Regions from separate parts of the Mus musculus genome. Here region 2 is linked to region 1. Evidence: chromatin contacts called from public HiCAR-type data. All regions are on one chromosome and are shown on one strand. The core of a region is the stretch at or near the end of the contact, and the rest is flanking DNA. Distances in the headings are between cores, read along the strand shown.

Evidence for each region. HiCAR-type assays count read pairs that join an accessible place to other places.
Region 2: a HiCAR-type map of fibro-adipogenic progenitors shows a contact between it and region 1, with 3 times the contacts expected there. The contact joins two enhancer-like sites. A contact is called at or near these places in 1 of 15 datasets of contacts at CTCF or cohesin (the NIH/3T3 cell line), 3 of 484 Hi-C or Micro-C datasets (bone marrow-derived macrophages, embryonic stem cells and liver) and 2 of 115 datasets of contacts at active chromatin or transcription factors (fibro-adipogenic progenitors and heart atrium).

Annotation. Positions count from the first base shown.
Region 1 is chr11:109,874,858-109,882,587 of GRCm38.p6, reverse strand. No RefSeq gene overlaps it. Among named protein-coding and RNA genes, the nearest start is that of 1700023C21Rik, 33 kb to the right of the region's middle. Within about 2 kb of position 2,902, at least 8 of the 459 cell types and tissues checked have an H3K27ac peak or open chromatin away from gene starts, as enhancers often do. A contact at or near this core is called in fibro-adipogenic progenitors, where this site is marked.
Region 2 is chr11:110,126,336-110,134,065 of GRCm38.p6, reverse strand. Abca9 (ATP-binding cassette, sub-family A (ABC1), member 9) reads left to right here. Exons shown (of 39, transcript NM_147220.2): 23 at 2,192-2,299; 24 at 3,328-3,501; 25 at 6,592-6,705. Among named protein-coding and RNA genes, the nearest start is that of Abca8a, 34 kb to the right of the region's middle. Within about 2 kb of position 3,160, at least 15 of the 459 cell types and tissues checked have an H3K27ac peak or open chromatin away from gene starts, as enhancers often do. A contact at or near this core is called in fibro-adipogenic progenitors, where this site is marked.

The sequences.
Region 1 (7,730 bases), core at 1,653-4,152:
ATCATCCCATGGTACTGGCATCTCTAGTATGCTAGGGTCTTCCACTGCAACTAGGCTTCACCAATAGGCTCTCTTCATGGTGCCAAGCCTCAAATTCTTTGCCTGATCCCTTCAGTCTTGGTCCATCAACTGCAACTGAGGCTGCACCTTCACCAATGGCCTTCCATGGCCTCTCATAATGCCAAGCCTTAGCTGCTCTACATGACCCCTTCATGCCTTCAAAACCAGTACCACCTGGGTGACTCTTCCACATTACCAAGTACAGCTGTAGCATGAGGTACAACCTTGACTATCTCTAGAACACAGCTTCTTCCTGCTCTCAGAAAACACTTCCTAGAAGATTTTATCTAAGCGATGTTGGTCTCTTCTTAATCACTGCTAATTTCTTAGCTCCAGCTAACCAGCATCAATTGTCCCAGTAGTCCCTTTTATTCTGTATTCTAAAGCCAGAGCCATGTGGCCAAAGCTGCCAAGTTCTGCTGCTTGCTGGAGCTCGAACATGGTCCCCTTGTTCTATTACATTCTCACCAGCTCTCTGTTTTCTAATTCCTTCATTGCCTAAGTTTGGCTGTCCTGGAACTTGCTCTGTAGACTGACTTTGAACTCAAAGATCTGCTTGTCTTTGCCTTCTGGGATTAAAGGCTTGTACTACCATGCCTGGACCTAAATTTAGCTGGGTGGGATCTTGCTGCAATGTTACTACTCCCTTAATTCAATTTAACATCCTTGAACACAGGATTCAGCTCCATTCCACTTCCTGGTGCCCTTTTAATACTCCAACCATGTATTTTATATTTTTCCTTTATTAGCTTGATATGCTTGTTTAAAATGCTCTTCATAAGACTTAACCAGAGAACAAAGTCTATGCTGGGAGTTTCTGAGACTTCATTTGTCAGTGAAATTAAGCTGAGTCTCTTCACCTTAGCCTCAAGCAGATTCTTTGGACACTGGCAAAAAGCAGCCACATTCTTCACCAAAATATCACAGAAACAGTCTCTCAGCCACATGCTAAAATTCTTCTCCTCTGAAACCTCTAGAAACAGGCTTCCACAGTTCAAGTCTCCCTCAGAAACAAAGTCTTCCTTATTCCCACTAGGACAGCCCATTAAGCCCCGCTTAAAGCAATCCACCGCTTTCCAAGTCCAAAGTCCTCAAATTCACATTTTTTCAAAACAAAAGCATGGTTAGGCCTATCACAGCAATACCCCAGTCCCTGGTACCAACTTCTGTCTTAGGGTTTTACTGTTGTGAACAGACACCATGACCAAGGCAACTCTTGTAAGGACAACGTTTAATTGGGGCTGGCTTACAGGTTCAGAGGTTCAGTCCATTATCATCAAGGCAGACGTATGGCAGCATCTAGGCAGGAATGGTACAGACAGAGCCAAGAATTCTATATCTTCATCTGAAGGCTGTTAGCAGAATACGGGCTTCCAGACACCTAGGCTGAGGGTCTTAAAGCTCACACCCACAGTAACACACCTACTCCAACAAGGCCACACCTACTCCAACAGGGCCACACCTTCTAATAGTGCCACTCCCTGGGTCGAACATATACAAACCATCACAGTTGGCCATTCCCTCAGTCTCCATCCCTTGACCCTGCATTTCTTGTAGACAGGATGAATTTTGGGTCAAAAGTTTTATGGGTGGGTTGCTGTCCCAGGAGTCTAGCATGGCTGTCCTCTGAGATGCTCCGCCTAGCAGCTGACTCAAAAAGATACAGACACCCACCCAAACAGTGGATGGAGCTTGGAGACACTTATGGAAGAACAGGAGAAAGGATTGTGGGCCCCCATAGGAACTTCACAGGAAGACCAACCGAGTCAACTAACCTGGACCTTTGGGGCTCTTAGAAACTGAACCACCAACCAAAGAACATACACAGGCTGGACCTAGGCCTCCCTGCACGTAGGTAGCAGATGTGCAGCTGGGTCTTCATGTGGGTCCTGAACAGCTGGAATAGGGTTTATCCCAAAAGCTATTGTCTATATGTGAGATGTATTCTAGCTGGATTTTCTTGTCTGGCCTCAATGAGTGAGGGTTTGTTTAGCCTCACTAGAGACTTAAAGTAACAGGGTCAGGGGATTCTCAGAGGAGCTCCCACCTGCTCAGAGGAGAAGGGGGATGGGGGAAGGATTGTGAGAGAGAATAACTGGGAGGGGGCAGTGAGCATGATATAAGGTGGATAAGTAAAAATAATAAATAAATAAATAAATAAATAAATAAATAAATAAATAAATAGGGGCTGGAGAGATGGCTCAGTGGGTAAGAGCACTGACTGCTCTTCTGAAGGTCCTGAGTTCAAGTTCCAGCAACCACATGGTGGCTCACAACCACACATAATGAGACCTGACACCCTCTTCTGGTGTGTCTCAAGTCAGCTACAGTATACTTATGAATAATAATAAATAAATTAAATAAATAAATAAAAAATGTAAAATAGCTAGCTGGAGATGGAAGCTAAGTGAAACTGTAGGTAAACCAATCATCATAATGGTTGCTAAGGCAACAAATATTGAATTTAGAGTGATCTATAGACTTTGAATCTATGTGAGAGAATGTATGTAGGAAATGTGGATTAAGACTAAGCTATATATGTGTGTATATATATATATATATACGTGTGTGTGTGTGTGTGTGTGTGTGTGTGTATTTCAGTCACACTAAAGAAACAGAATAACTTAGGGGGTCACTTAACATTGAACAGCAGATGTAGGAATGGGAACAGAAGTCAGTCTGGCCCAGACTCCATGTGCCATACTTTCATGTTTTATCACCATAAGAGCTAACTACACGTCTCACACTCCAGGGTAAGAGCCAGGACAAGATCATTGTCCAAGAGCTGATATGATTCATATTGATTATCAGACTGCTCACTACTGGGGATTAGGTTTTAAAGAGCTCTAGAGGATAACCTCCATTGAGGGACAATATGTGTGAGGTCATGCTATACCCAATCGGGACACTTTTAGGACATGCGTGACTGTGACTTAGGAACTGGGAGATCCAGAACCAGCCAGGGATGAATGTCAAGAAGAAAGTAGGCTGGAGATGTAGCGCTGTTGGCAGAGTACTTGTCTGCCATGCACAGGGCCTTGGAGCCAAGCCCAGTACAGAAAAAAAGAAGATGGGAGAGGAGGGCAAGGAGGGGGAGAAAGAGGAGGAGGAAGAAGAGGAAGAAGACAGAAAAAGAGAAGGAAGATTCTCTAGGTAGAATATGCCTTCTTAGAACCCAGAGATAGAATCTGTGACCCTAAGGCCACAACAAAAAGGGAAGTCATGATCCAAGGAAACTGGGAGTCTCCTGAGAATGCACGGTCTTCAAAATGATGCTGCTTCAGTAGCCTGCCCTGGTCCCTCACAGGGAGAGCAGTGTTGGGCAACTGAGATCTACAGCAAAGACGCAGATGGTGCCAGATGGAAAGGGAGCCCTGATTTTCCTCTGAGCACAGTCATGGGTTTTGCAGAGAGTAGGATCCCTGATGCTTGAGCCTTGGGTGGTCACGGTGCTGAAGGCCAAAGTCTAGGATGGAAAAAGTGCTTCCTGTCACCCAGCTGGCTCTCCCCAAAGAAGACTCTGCCTTGACTGTGTCAGCCAGTCTTGAAGGAAAATTCTTTTCCTTGGCCAGGAAAGAATGGAACTTCTTCAGATGTGCTTCAGATGGCTAGCTAACAAAATAAATAAATAAACAACCACCAAAAAAAAAAAAAAAATCCACTGGCCTAGGTTCAGGGCTTAACATTGACCCCTATGAACTATTGTCAAATTCTGGGGTTTCATTTAATATCTACATCTCTGTCGAGCTCAAATTACAGGAAGAGGTGAGACTTTTAACCTCTCTTGTTTATTTTCTTTTGGCAACAACGATGTCTAGGAAGGAAGAGCAACAAGACAGTGCTAGGGTTGGTTTCTAACAGACCCTATGGAAACTCATGCTATGTGTGCCACACTTGGCAGCATGGTGAATAGGAGATTTTAAACTTAGGTATAATTTGGAAACTGAGCCTAGAGTAGGGGCTCACTCATGACTGTAGTCACAGAACTCAGAAGAGAGAAGCAGGAAAACCACTGTGAGCTTGGGTGTATGTGTGTCTGTGCCTCTGTGTGTGTGTGCGCCTGTGTAAGTGAGTGTGTGTGAGTGTGTGTGCATGTGAGTGTGTGCCTGTGTAAGTGTGTGTGTGTGTGTGTGTGTGTGTGTGTGTGTGTGAGTATGTGTGCCTGTGTGTGTCTGTGCCTGTGTGTGTGTGTGCCTGTGTAAGTGTGTGTGTGTCTGTGTGAGTATGTGTGCATGTGTGTGTGTGCCTGTGTGTGTGTGAGTGTGTGTGTGTGTCTGTATATATGTGTGTCTCTCTGTGAGTGTGTGTGTGCCTGTGTATGTGTGTCTCTATGTGAATGTGTGTGTGCCTGTGTGTAAGTGTGTGTGTGTGTGAGTGTGTGTGTGTCTGTATATATGTATGTCTCTCTGTGAGTGTGTGTGTGCCTGTGTATGTGTGTCTCTATGTGAATGTGTGTGTGCCTGTGTGTAAGTGTGTGTGTCTGTGTATATACATGTGTGTCTCTCTGTGAGTGTGTATATGCCTTTGTGTGTATGTGTGTCTCTGTGTGTATCTGTGCCTGTGTGTGTCTGTGTGAGTGTGTGTGCATGTGTGTGTGTATGTGTGTGAGTGTGTGTGTGTGTGTGTGTGTGTGTGTGCCTGTGTGTGTATGTGTGTCTCTGTGTGAGTGTGTGTGTGCCTGTGTGTGTGTAAGTGTGTGTGTGTGTATATGTGTGTCTCTGTGAGTGTGTGTGTGCCTGTGTATGTGTGACTCAATGTGAATGTGTGTGTACCTGTGTGTGTGTAAGTGTGTGTGTCTGTGTATATGTGTGTCTCTCTGTGAGTGTGTGTGTGTGTGTGCCTGTGTGTGTATAAGTGTGTGTCTATGTATACGTGTGCCTCTCTGTGAGTGTGTCTGTGTGCCTGTGTGCATATGTGTGTGTCTGTGTATACGTGTCTCTCTCTGTGAGTGTGTGTGTATGTGTGTATATGTGTCTCTCTCTGTGAGTGTGTGTGTATATGTGTCTCTCTCTGTGAGTGTGTGTGTGTTTAATTTCCCACAGGTGCACATATCAAACATCATCTGTGGAGAATCTAACAAGATAAAGTTTCCAGAAATACATTTGTGATAATTATTAGAAAGTAAAACAGGATTTGTCCTACTTTGAGACTTCTTATGGAAAAGAAAAATGCATACCATTCCTAGTACCAATTTTTCACGAGACATTGGTTTTTTAGGATCCCTTTAGTCTACCATGCCCCAGACTAGGGTGAAGTACTTTCAGCCACAATTAACCTTTCATGGTGGGATTAAATCACTTTAACCCATGCTTTCTATTGCCTCCTCCGTGGATACAGGCAAATAAAAACGTGTCAATACCATTCTGTGTCTAAAATGGCTCTAACAGCCGATTCCACCAACAGACTAGTTCTAGAAAAGGAGGAAACCTAAACATATGGATGATGCATCTAAGCAATGCAAGAAGAAGCTCAGCTGGTTCCTCGCGTGTTAGACATAGAGCATTAGCAGAAGTCCAACACATGTCGCTGGAACAACAGAAGAAGTGCCAGGACTGGGATCAAGGGAAAAGCGCGTATGTGGCGGAGGAGAACCATTTGCTGAACTCAGAAGCGAAAGCATGTTTTTGTTCTCTTTGTTAACCCAGGACTGTGTGCACACTAGAAAAGAACCCTAGAGCTGAGCTGCACCCCCAGGCTGAAGTGTAGGGTCGGTGACACTGTCCAATGGGAAAAAAGCAACTAGCAGCCAAGGACAAAGACCTCAGTGGGCTCTCCAGCATCCACAGGGTGGAGAGAGACCTCACTCCTGCACACTGTCCTCTGACCTCTTTGTGATCTGGGACACACATGGCCTGCCCCCACAAAATAAATAAAAACTTAACTAAAACATACTATATGAGCACAGATAGGGGGTGAAAGAACAACCGGATAATTTAATGAATAAATGATTAGAGTTTTGCCTCCCATACAAATGAATAATGTAATTTTATTATGTTTATTTATTTTTAAGACTTATTTATTTATGTATTTTATGTATATGAGTACGTTGTTGCTGTCTTCAGACACACCAAATGGGGCATTGGATCCCATTACAGATGGTTGTGAGCCGCCATGTGGTTGCTGGGAATTGAACTCAGGATCTCTGGAAGAGCAGTCACTGCTCTTAACCCCTGAGCCATCTCAGCCTCATTATTTTTTAGTTTTAAAAGCCTACAGGACAATTTTATTAGTATGTAAAACAAAACCACCTAGAACAGGCTCTAAATCTTCAGCTATAAATCTTAGCAACTGCCCGGAGGAGAAAAAGAGAGAAGGGGATGGGGGGGGGGGGAGCTATGCCATTCAAGCTGGCCTGGGGGGTCAGCCCCAGGGTGGACAAGCAGCCCCTTGACGGAAGATAAAGAGGTTAGAAGAGAAAGGAGGAGTCTTTAGGAGAGAAGTGAGCAAAGTGTTAGGGAAGCCCCAGGTGTCAAAGAAAGCATGCTTGCAAAAAGAGGAAGAAGAAAAGGGGAACTCGGGCTTTTCCGTGTACTTCACAAAATCAAGTAGATCTTCAGATCTACATAGATGCAGTTCAATAAAGTTCCTGGGCTAAGGTCAGGGATTCAAAGAAGAAGAGGTACAGTAACTCATTAGAGGATTAATTATTCTGCCTACTTCCTTAGCCTGGATTAAGGATGCCTGCCTGCCTGTGCTGCCCCTCTTCCTAGAGGTGGTCTCTTGAATAGGTGATTGGTCCCATCCAACCAGCATGGTAGGTCTCCAGCCAGGCCAGAGACTGCAGTCTCCTGACCAGAGGAGATTTTCTCTCAGCAGGCCTTTACCGCTATCCTAATATTGACCCTGTGAAGGTGTTAACACTAAAATCACTTGGGAATCAGAGCAGAGCCTCCCAAATACTTGTGTCATCTTTGGCTTCCACCATCTTTGGCTTCCACCAAGGCTGCCAAGAGGCATGAATGAGACCATTTGGGGCTTTTAGCCAGGAGAGAAGCTGGTTTCTTAATCAGCCTAACATGTAGTTTGTTTGTTACCAGTGATGGCAGAACTGGTTTTTGTTGGTGTTGTTTTGTTTGTTCGGTTGGTTGGTTGGTTGGTTGGTTGGTTGGTTGCTTGGTTGCTTGCTTGGTTGCTTGGTTGGTTGGTTGCTTGGTTTTAACAGAACACGGTGCTTTTCATGAGCAGACCCCTTCTTTGTTTCTCACAATTATCTTGTGTAGGAGGAATGAAGGTCTGATTATTCCCATCGGTAGACTGGCTATGTTATCAACTGAACAGCTGCGCCATTCAGGGAACTGGATGAGGCCCCAGGGAAATGATAACAACAAAGTAACTCTGGCCCTCACAGAGTCTAATGGGGAAGGCAGATGTCCAGTGAGTTACAGAAGATTACAACACCGTACAATGAGGCCTACAGACTAGGAAAACAGGACTCCATGGGGGTTAGTGATTTACAAGGGGCAGTAAGGTAGATGATTGACAGCTATAGTTGCATTTGTGCATTCGTATGCACTCATGTACACTTGTACATATGGAGGCCAGAGGTCAATGCCAAGTGTCTCCCTCAGCCACTCTCCACCTTAATGTTCAAGGCAGGGTCTCTCACCAATTCTCCTACATTGGTTGGACTATGGATTCCAGGGATATCTGCCTTGTCTTTGTCTCCCCGG
Region 2 (7,730 bases), core at 1,911-4,410, 250 kb before region 1:
TCCTGCACTGCCTAGCTGTAGTTATAGAAGTATGTTTTTATAGAACAGTATGGTTTTAGGGCAATGAGACTAGAGGAAGTACAATTAGTCTGCGCCCTTAAGAGTGGGACATAGTTGAATAGTGGAAATTTTCATTGTTTGATTTTGCTTCCTTCTTTGAAAAAAATCAACTTGATTTTTTGTAGTCTTTAATACACTATTTCACAAAATGATAAAATTTCACCACAAAATCTTCTCCTGAGGTAAATGCAGCAATGTGTGCACTTGGCTAACATAGTCAAGGACAAAAAATGAGGCATGAATATGTAGGTAATTTGCTAAAAAAAAAAAAACTATAGTTCTTATTATTGTTACTATTAGTACTGTTTTGCTTGGAGATGTTTTAAAAGGTGATTTCAGTACAGAACTTTCACCTTTGACTAGATCAGGGTAATTATAAGTGGCACCGTGGGGATAGTTCTCATTTTAAAGGTAGCAATTATATAATTTCAAACACATTAATAGAGAATTTAAAGCCTCCCACATTTACAAGCCAATACAACTATTACAAATGCATAGCCTTAAGACTATTTTTAATTAAATTTGAGATCATATCATTTTATCTATAAATATTTTACTATGTATATCTGTTAAAGGAAAGAATCATTGTGGTAGATGATAGGGCTCAGTTGGTAAAGGGCTTTCTGCTAAGCCTGCTGTTCTGAGTTTAAACCCCTGTGACACACTTGGTAGAAGGAAAGAACTGACTCCCTGTACACACACACACGCACACACACACACAAACACACAATTTTTTAAAATAAAGAACCTTTTTAGAACTACAATATTCTTATCTCATATAAAAGTAGCTCCCCAAGGATATCAAATACCATGTTTCTTTGACTCTCTCATTTAAAATATGTTGCCCATGTGCGCCTATATCCTTTAATGGTATCTAGATCATGGAAAGAGTCCTATTTCAGGTCTTCCCTTTTACCTTGCTGTGTTGAATTTCTTTTGCCTTAGAAAATGATACTATGAGAATACTCCATTGTTTTTTAAAATCACCTTGTTATTAAGAATGTGCCTGCTCTTGGCCTTCCCATTGGCTGCTGTGTCCAATAAAAAAACATGATGGTTTTAACTGCAGGGTTGACCTGTGGTGTAAGAGACACAGGTAGGAAATGGCGACTGTGGTTTGCTCTTTCATTTCCTTCACAAAAGTCTGTCCCCTTGGATCAAAAAAGGAGAGTGGCCAGCCCTAAACACCTCCTTCTCTTCCCCTTCTGAGATGGCACCTGTTTTTAAAAAAGGTGTCTTGTTGGACACAAACATTTAATCCCAGCACCCAGGAGATAGATTCACGAGGCTTACCGTTTGCTATTAGCCCAGAATACTTTGTGAGATTTTGTCTCAAAAAAATAATGAAATAAATAAATGTCTTAACTACAAACTAATTACTAGCTACTAGCTCAGGTGACCTTGAATTTACATGTAGATACATTTAGAATCAGGTTAGAAATTATATTAGTTTAGTAAAGAGGTGTTTGTAAGTTCTCCTTCAAGAACCATGACTTCACTAGCCCTAGACAGCCACTGATTGCCAACAAGATATGACTGGCACTATAACACCCTATGAAATAGAGTGCCATGCTGGTCATTGTTTGTACATAGGCATCGTGACTGGGTAGGAAGGACTCTTGGTCTCCCCTATCCCCTCCTCTGGAAGCTCAAATGTCACCTTCTTCTACCATGAAATCTGGTCCTCAGGAAGGAATTACTTTCTAACATCCATGCACTTATGACTTTATAAAAGCCTAGTCCTCCAAAACATTTAAATCTAATACTTTTGCATTATCCAGAAGCAGAAGAATAACTCTTTATAAATATCGAACTGAACTACTTTGGCATAAGTTTATGAAAATAGAAAAAAATAACTTCTCCATGGGTGTTCCAAGAATGTGTATTATATAATAAATTATGTGTTTTGTTTTTGTTTTGTGTGTGTGTAGAAAGGGAGATAGCTAAATATAGACATAGAGATAAATGCTATTGATGTGTGAAATGCTTTAATCTTAGAGTAAGAGACGGGAGCTCTGTTCTACAGATAGAACCTTGGGACGGGCCCATTTATTTGGCTGATACACTGAGGACAGTACAATCAAGTCAGAGACCTGCTTTCTCTCCGCTTACCATGTCTGTATGATTGTAGGAACACATGCTTTATGAGTACGGATTCATGAGCAACGCATTTTTCTGGATACCAGTGGCTGCCAGCCTCACCCCTTACATTGCGATGGGCAGCATCAGTGACCACAAAGTAAGACATTATTAAAGTCTTCAGATCTCCTTCACACCCAGGAAAACTTCCTTTGGATCTTGTGAGCATAGGTAGCGAATCTAATGTGTGTGTTCGTTGCAATATATAATGGAGCATTTCAATAATAGGCTGTCAAAATAGGAATAAAACGCATTTTCCTTAAACAGGATAGCGCCACCAACCAGTAGCAAGTGACAGCTTTTAATTATTCTTGGAGACCACCCTATTCTTCCTACAACACACTCCTTGGTACTCATATCTCATCACAAAGACAGTTTCAACCCAGACCTTTTCCCCGTTTAATAAGGCCCATTAAAAACTGCCATGCAAAATATTTGAATGGGGCTTATGGTCATAAGACTTTCCTCATTTGTTAACTGTTTCTTCTCCACCAGGAATGAATACCACTAAAGTAGCAATGTTTTTTCCTTTAAATTCTGCACATTCTGTTGCTTCCCATCCCAGTGAATAATGGACCGGCCTCTGTTCCCATGCCCTATCAGACACATTTTAAGTGTAAGAGTGTTTGTCTGCATGCATTTATCTATCACATGCATATAGTGCACGTGCCTATGAAGGTTAGGAGAGGATGTCCAGTTCCCTGGAACTAGAGTTACCATCCCTGTTCAAAGTCTCCCTGCACAAGCCTGACAGCTGCCAATCAAGGCATCATGCGCAACAGCTCAGCATTTGTAAATAAAAAATTAAATATAAAAGTGTTTAATAAGGACCTATCGCTAACATCCGTACTCTTGACAGTATCCAGCAGTAGATTAAAAAAAAACCCCTTAGGGAGAGCTGAGTCAACTTATCTGTCTTGTTTTGCAATATTAGCCGTCCCTCTGGTGTAGGGTTGTGGCAAGTGGTGATGTCATTTTCCAAACAAGAGTAATAGTTATTAAAGGGATACAGTAAGAATAGCTGCTGTGACTATGCGTGTGGTTGCCTGGGTCTCAGCTTTCTAGGATTTTATGATGATCTTTATGTTTTGTTTTTGTTTGTTTGTTTTTGTTTATTATTATTATCAGAAAAAAGTTCTTTCCCAGCTGTGGACTTCAGGCCTTTACCCGTCTGCTTACTGGTGTGGACAGGCTCTGGTGGACATTCCCATATACTTCCTCATTCTCTTTCTCATGCAAATAATGGACAGTGTTTTTAGTTCTGAGGAGTTTATATCTGTGATGGAGAGCCTGTTGATTCAGGTAAGTGGCAAAGATTTAGAAATTCTTACTTTGGGGATGAAGTTTTATTAGACCATCTTTTCCGCGAATGGAATAATATTAGTTCACAGAGTCCCCTTGGCAGGTTTAATCTAGGTTCCATTGATAAAAGAATTTAAAAAAAATCTCAGAAAGGAACTTGAGAATGATTTGTTGGGGTTCAAAAAAGGAAGAAAGCCCCACACAAGCTGGAAATATTAGCAGCTGCCAGGAGAAGGGGGCTGAAACATGGGGGGGAGGGGGGAGGGAGAGGGAGGGAGAGAGAGAGAGAGAGAGAGAGAGAGAGAGAGAGAGAAAGAGAGAGAGAGGCTAACAGAATACCCATAAAAGGTAGACCTTGAGGCAAAATGAGCGCTGTGCAGAGAAGGAATGAGGTAGGCAGAGTCCTTGCTCTTTTGGTTCTCACTGATAGAATGCAAAAACTGTCCTTTTTCCAGGGTGGCAGGGGTTTGGGCACAAAATCAGCTTGAAAGGTGCTCTCTACACTTGTAGATGACCAGAGCGGGAACTACGGCACATTAATATGATGTGACGCAGCCTTGCAGTCACCCCACAGTTTTTCTTGGGGCCTGGCCTCAGGCTGTGGAAGATAACGAGCTGCATTAACTGTAGGCTTCCTTTAAAGTTGTGTTAGCTTTGGACCAAGAGTGACTGACTGAGACTATCTTATACTGCCAGCATACCCTTTAATGTTGACGCTGTTGGGCCATTTGGAAGTCCCTGTTATGACCCTTGCCTTTAGTTCTAAGCATTCTGAGGACTGTAACTGACTACTGAAAGGCCAGCAATGTTTTATTGATTTTTAAATCTTATTTTTAAATTAGTTGAGCGTTTCAGACCTGTCTTGATTGTATTTACACCCTGTTCCCCAACTCTTTCCCAATTCACCCACCCAGACTTTATTAATCCCAAATATATGAGAAAAAAAACACTTCCATGATGGAGCAATTAAAGCAAGTTTTATTTTCCACGTTTGTTATTATTAATTGATTATTTTATTTATTTACATCCCAAATGTTGCCCCCCTCCCCGTACCCCTCTTGCAGAGTTCTTCTCCCACCCCCTGTCCCCTTCACCTCTGAGAGGGTGTCCCCCCTCCTTGGGGCATCAAGTCTACAGGATCAGGCAAATCCTTTCGCACTGAGGGCAGACAAGGCAGGGCTTTGCTTCATATGTGCTGAGGGTCAGGGACCAGCCCATGTATGCCCTTTGGTTGGTGGCTTAGTCTCTGGGAGCTCCCAGGGGGTCCAGGTTAGTTGACACTGTTGGTCTTCCTGTGGGGTTGCCATCCCCTTCAGTTCCTCCAATCCTTCCCCTACTCTTCTGTAGGGGTCCCTACCGAAATCCCAATGGTTGGCTGCAAGTATCAGTATCTGTCTCATTCGGGTGCTGGTAGAGCCTCTCCGAGGATCGTCTGCAAGAACAACATAGCATCAGTAATAGTGTCAGGGTTTGGTGTTCAAAGTCATGTTTTACAGGGCACATCAGGTTTAAAAAAGAGAAACTTATTCCTAACTGAAAATGGAAACCTGCTCTTTTAGGTTATGGGACTTAAATATCTGGATCCTGCTTTGAAGAGAAGCCTGCTGCATTGAATTGGTTTCACATCTCACTTTCTTTAAAAAAAAAACAATCTTTCAAAATCAACCTGAATATTTTGACAAGTGTGGTCCTCCATGGAAGATTATGCAGCTTACCAGGGGCTACACTCTTAGAGGACACTGTCTCTCAGCAGCTAATAATTGCCAGTAGCTCCATATGACTTGGGCTGAGATTGTATGCCTAACTCCTCTCTCCATTTGGCCTGGCTCCTGCCTGCACAGATCTTATACATGCTACTCCCGCTGCTGTGAGTTCATATAGGGCATCATCTACCACCTCAGGTGCTTACACCCATCCCACATCCTCTCTGCCAATGATGTCTGAGCCTTGGGGAGGTGTAGTCAAGAACTAAGCAACCTGCAGTCTCTCATTTTCTGAACCTTGGTCAGTTGTGTATCTCCATCTTAACCTCCATTTAGTACAAATAGAAGCTCCTTAGTACTGAATGACTTTTTACCAAGCAGTGGAAGACTAGTACTTGAAAAAATATGTTACAAGCCGCTTGGAACTGATTCATGTTTAGCACTCAATATTTGTCTTCTTTAAAAAAATTGTAAAATTTCAGACTCTTTATCTACCAGGGTATTAGCAAACATCAGTTGGATCATTCATTTGAGAAGAAATGGACATGTTGGTTTTCATGTCTCAAGTAGTTCCTGGAAAGGAAATAGCAGCAGGGAGCCTTCTCGTTTCCCCCTTTGCTGCCTAGTTTCCCCTACCAATATCATCATCATCACCATCATCATCATCTTCATCATCATCATCAAGACAAAGAACTTAAAATTGCCTATACCATTATTTTAAAGAGTTGATATCAGCAGATGGGATGGATTCCTAGGTGGGGCAGTCTCTGGATGGCCTTTTCTCCAGTCACTGCCGTACAGAGACTGCCCCACCTAAGGATCCATCTCATCTGCAGACACGGAACCTAGACATTATTGCTGATGCCCAAACACGCTTGCTGAGAGGAGCCTGTTATAGCTGCCCCCTGAAAGGGTCTGCCAGTTCCTGACCAATATAGATGTGGATGCTCGCAGCCAACCATCGGACTGAGCATAGGGACCCCAATGGAGGAGTTAGAGAAAGGACTGAAGGAGCTGAAGGAGATTGCAACCCCATAGGAAGAACAACATTATCAACTAACCAGACCATGCAGATCTCCCAGGGACTAAACCACCAACCAAAGAGTGCACATGGATGGGTCCATAGCTCCAGCTGCATATATAGCTGAGGAATGCCTTATCTGGCATCAATGGGAAGGGAGGCCCTTGGTCCTGTGGAGGCTTGATGCCCCAGCGTAGGGGGATGCTAGATGGGTGAGGCAGGAGTGGGTGGGTGGGGAAGCATCTTAGAGGCAAAGGGGAGGGGGTATAGGATGAGAGACCAGGAAGGGGGATTAAAAAAAAAGTTGAGAGGTATGATTACCCTTAAGTAGTATTGACTGTGTCACCTGCGTGTTTCTGTTTTCAGATCCCATGTAGTATTGGCTATGCATCATCTCTCATATTCATGACTTATGTGATTTCATTCATTTTTCGTAATGGCAGAAAAAATAGTGGCATCTGGTCATTTTTCTTCCTAATTGTAAGTATGCACAAATGCTTCTTGTTTTATTTTTTAGCTCTTCCTTGAACAAATCTAGGAGCATATATTTTATTTTACTTAAAGTTTGTTTTAGACTTACTTAAATTAGATTGTGTATACGGGTGGTTAGCCTGCTTGGAGGTGAGAACACCCCATGTGTGCTTGGTGTCTGTGGAGTTCAGAAAAGGATATCAGATATCATGGAACTGAAGTTAGGGATGCTAATGAGATACCATGTCTGTGCTAGGAAACAAACTTGGCCCTCTAGAAAAGTGACACGGGCTCTTAAATGCTGAGCCTCTCCAGTCCCAAGGAGTATATATTCTAACCATTGTACTAAGCAGAATGGTAAATTAATAACTCTTTTGTAGGAAATTCTAGTTGCTCTAAGATGATCATAGGTATATCTAAATTGTACTGTCTATGTGGATGCATATGCACAAAGCTTAATGCATACATTAGGTATAGATTTCTATCCCACTCTGCCTGGTTCTTTCTATTGCAATGCTATACCATTGACAGATAAGCTGTAAATGACTTATCTACTCATGATACATATCAAATGACTTGCTGTTTGGGGCTGTTATCAGTAATACTGACAGGAAGTCAGTATTATGTAAACTTTGGCACATTTATGTTTACATGTATATATGTATTTGTGGATATAAGCCTAACAATAGAATTCGTAGGAATTATACTTTGTATGTTCGCTTTTGGTATATCTTGCAAATGAGTTGTCTTTGAGATAGGGATTTACTGCTGTGAACAGACACCATGACCAAGGCAACTCTCATAAGAACAACATTTAATTGGGGCTGGGTTACAAGTTCAGAGGTTCAGTCTATTGTCATCAAGGCAGGCGCATGGCAGCATCCAGGCAGGCACGGTGCAGGAGGAACCAGGAGTTCTACATCTTCATCTGAAGGCTGCTAGCAGAATACTGGCTTCCAGACAGATAGGATGAGGGTCTTAAAGCCCACACCCAGAGTGACACACCTCCTCCAACAGGGCCACACCTACTCCAG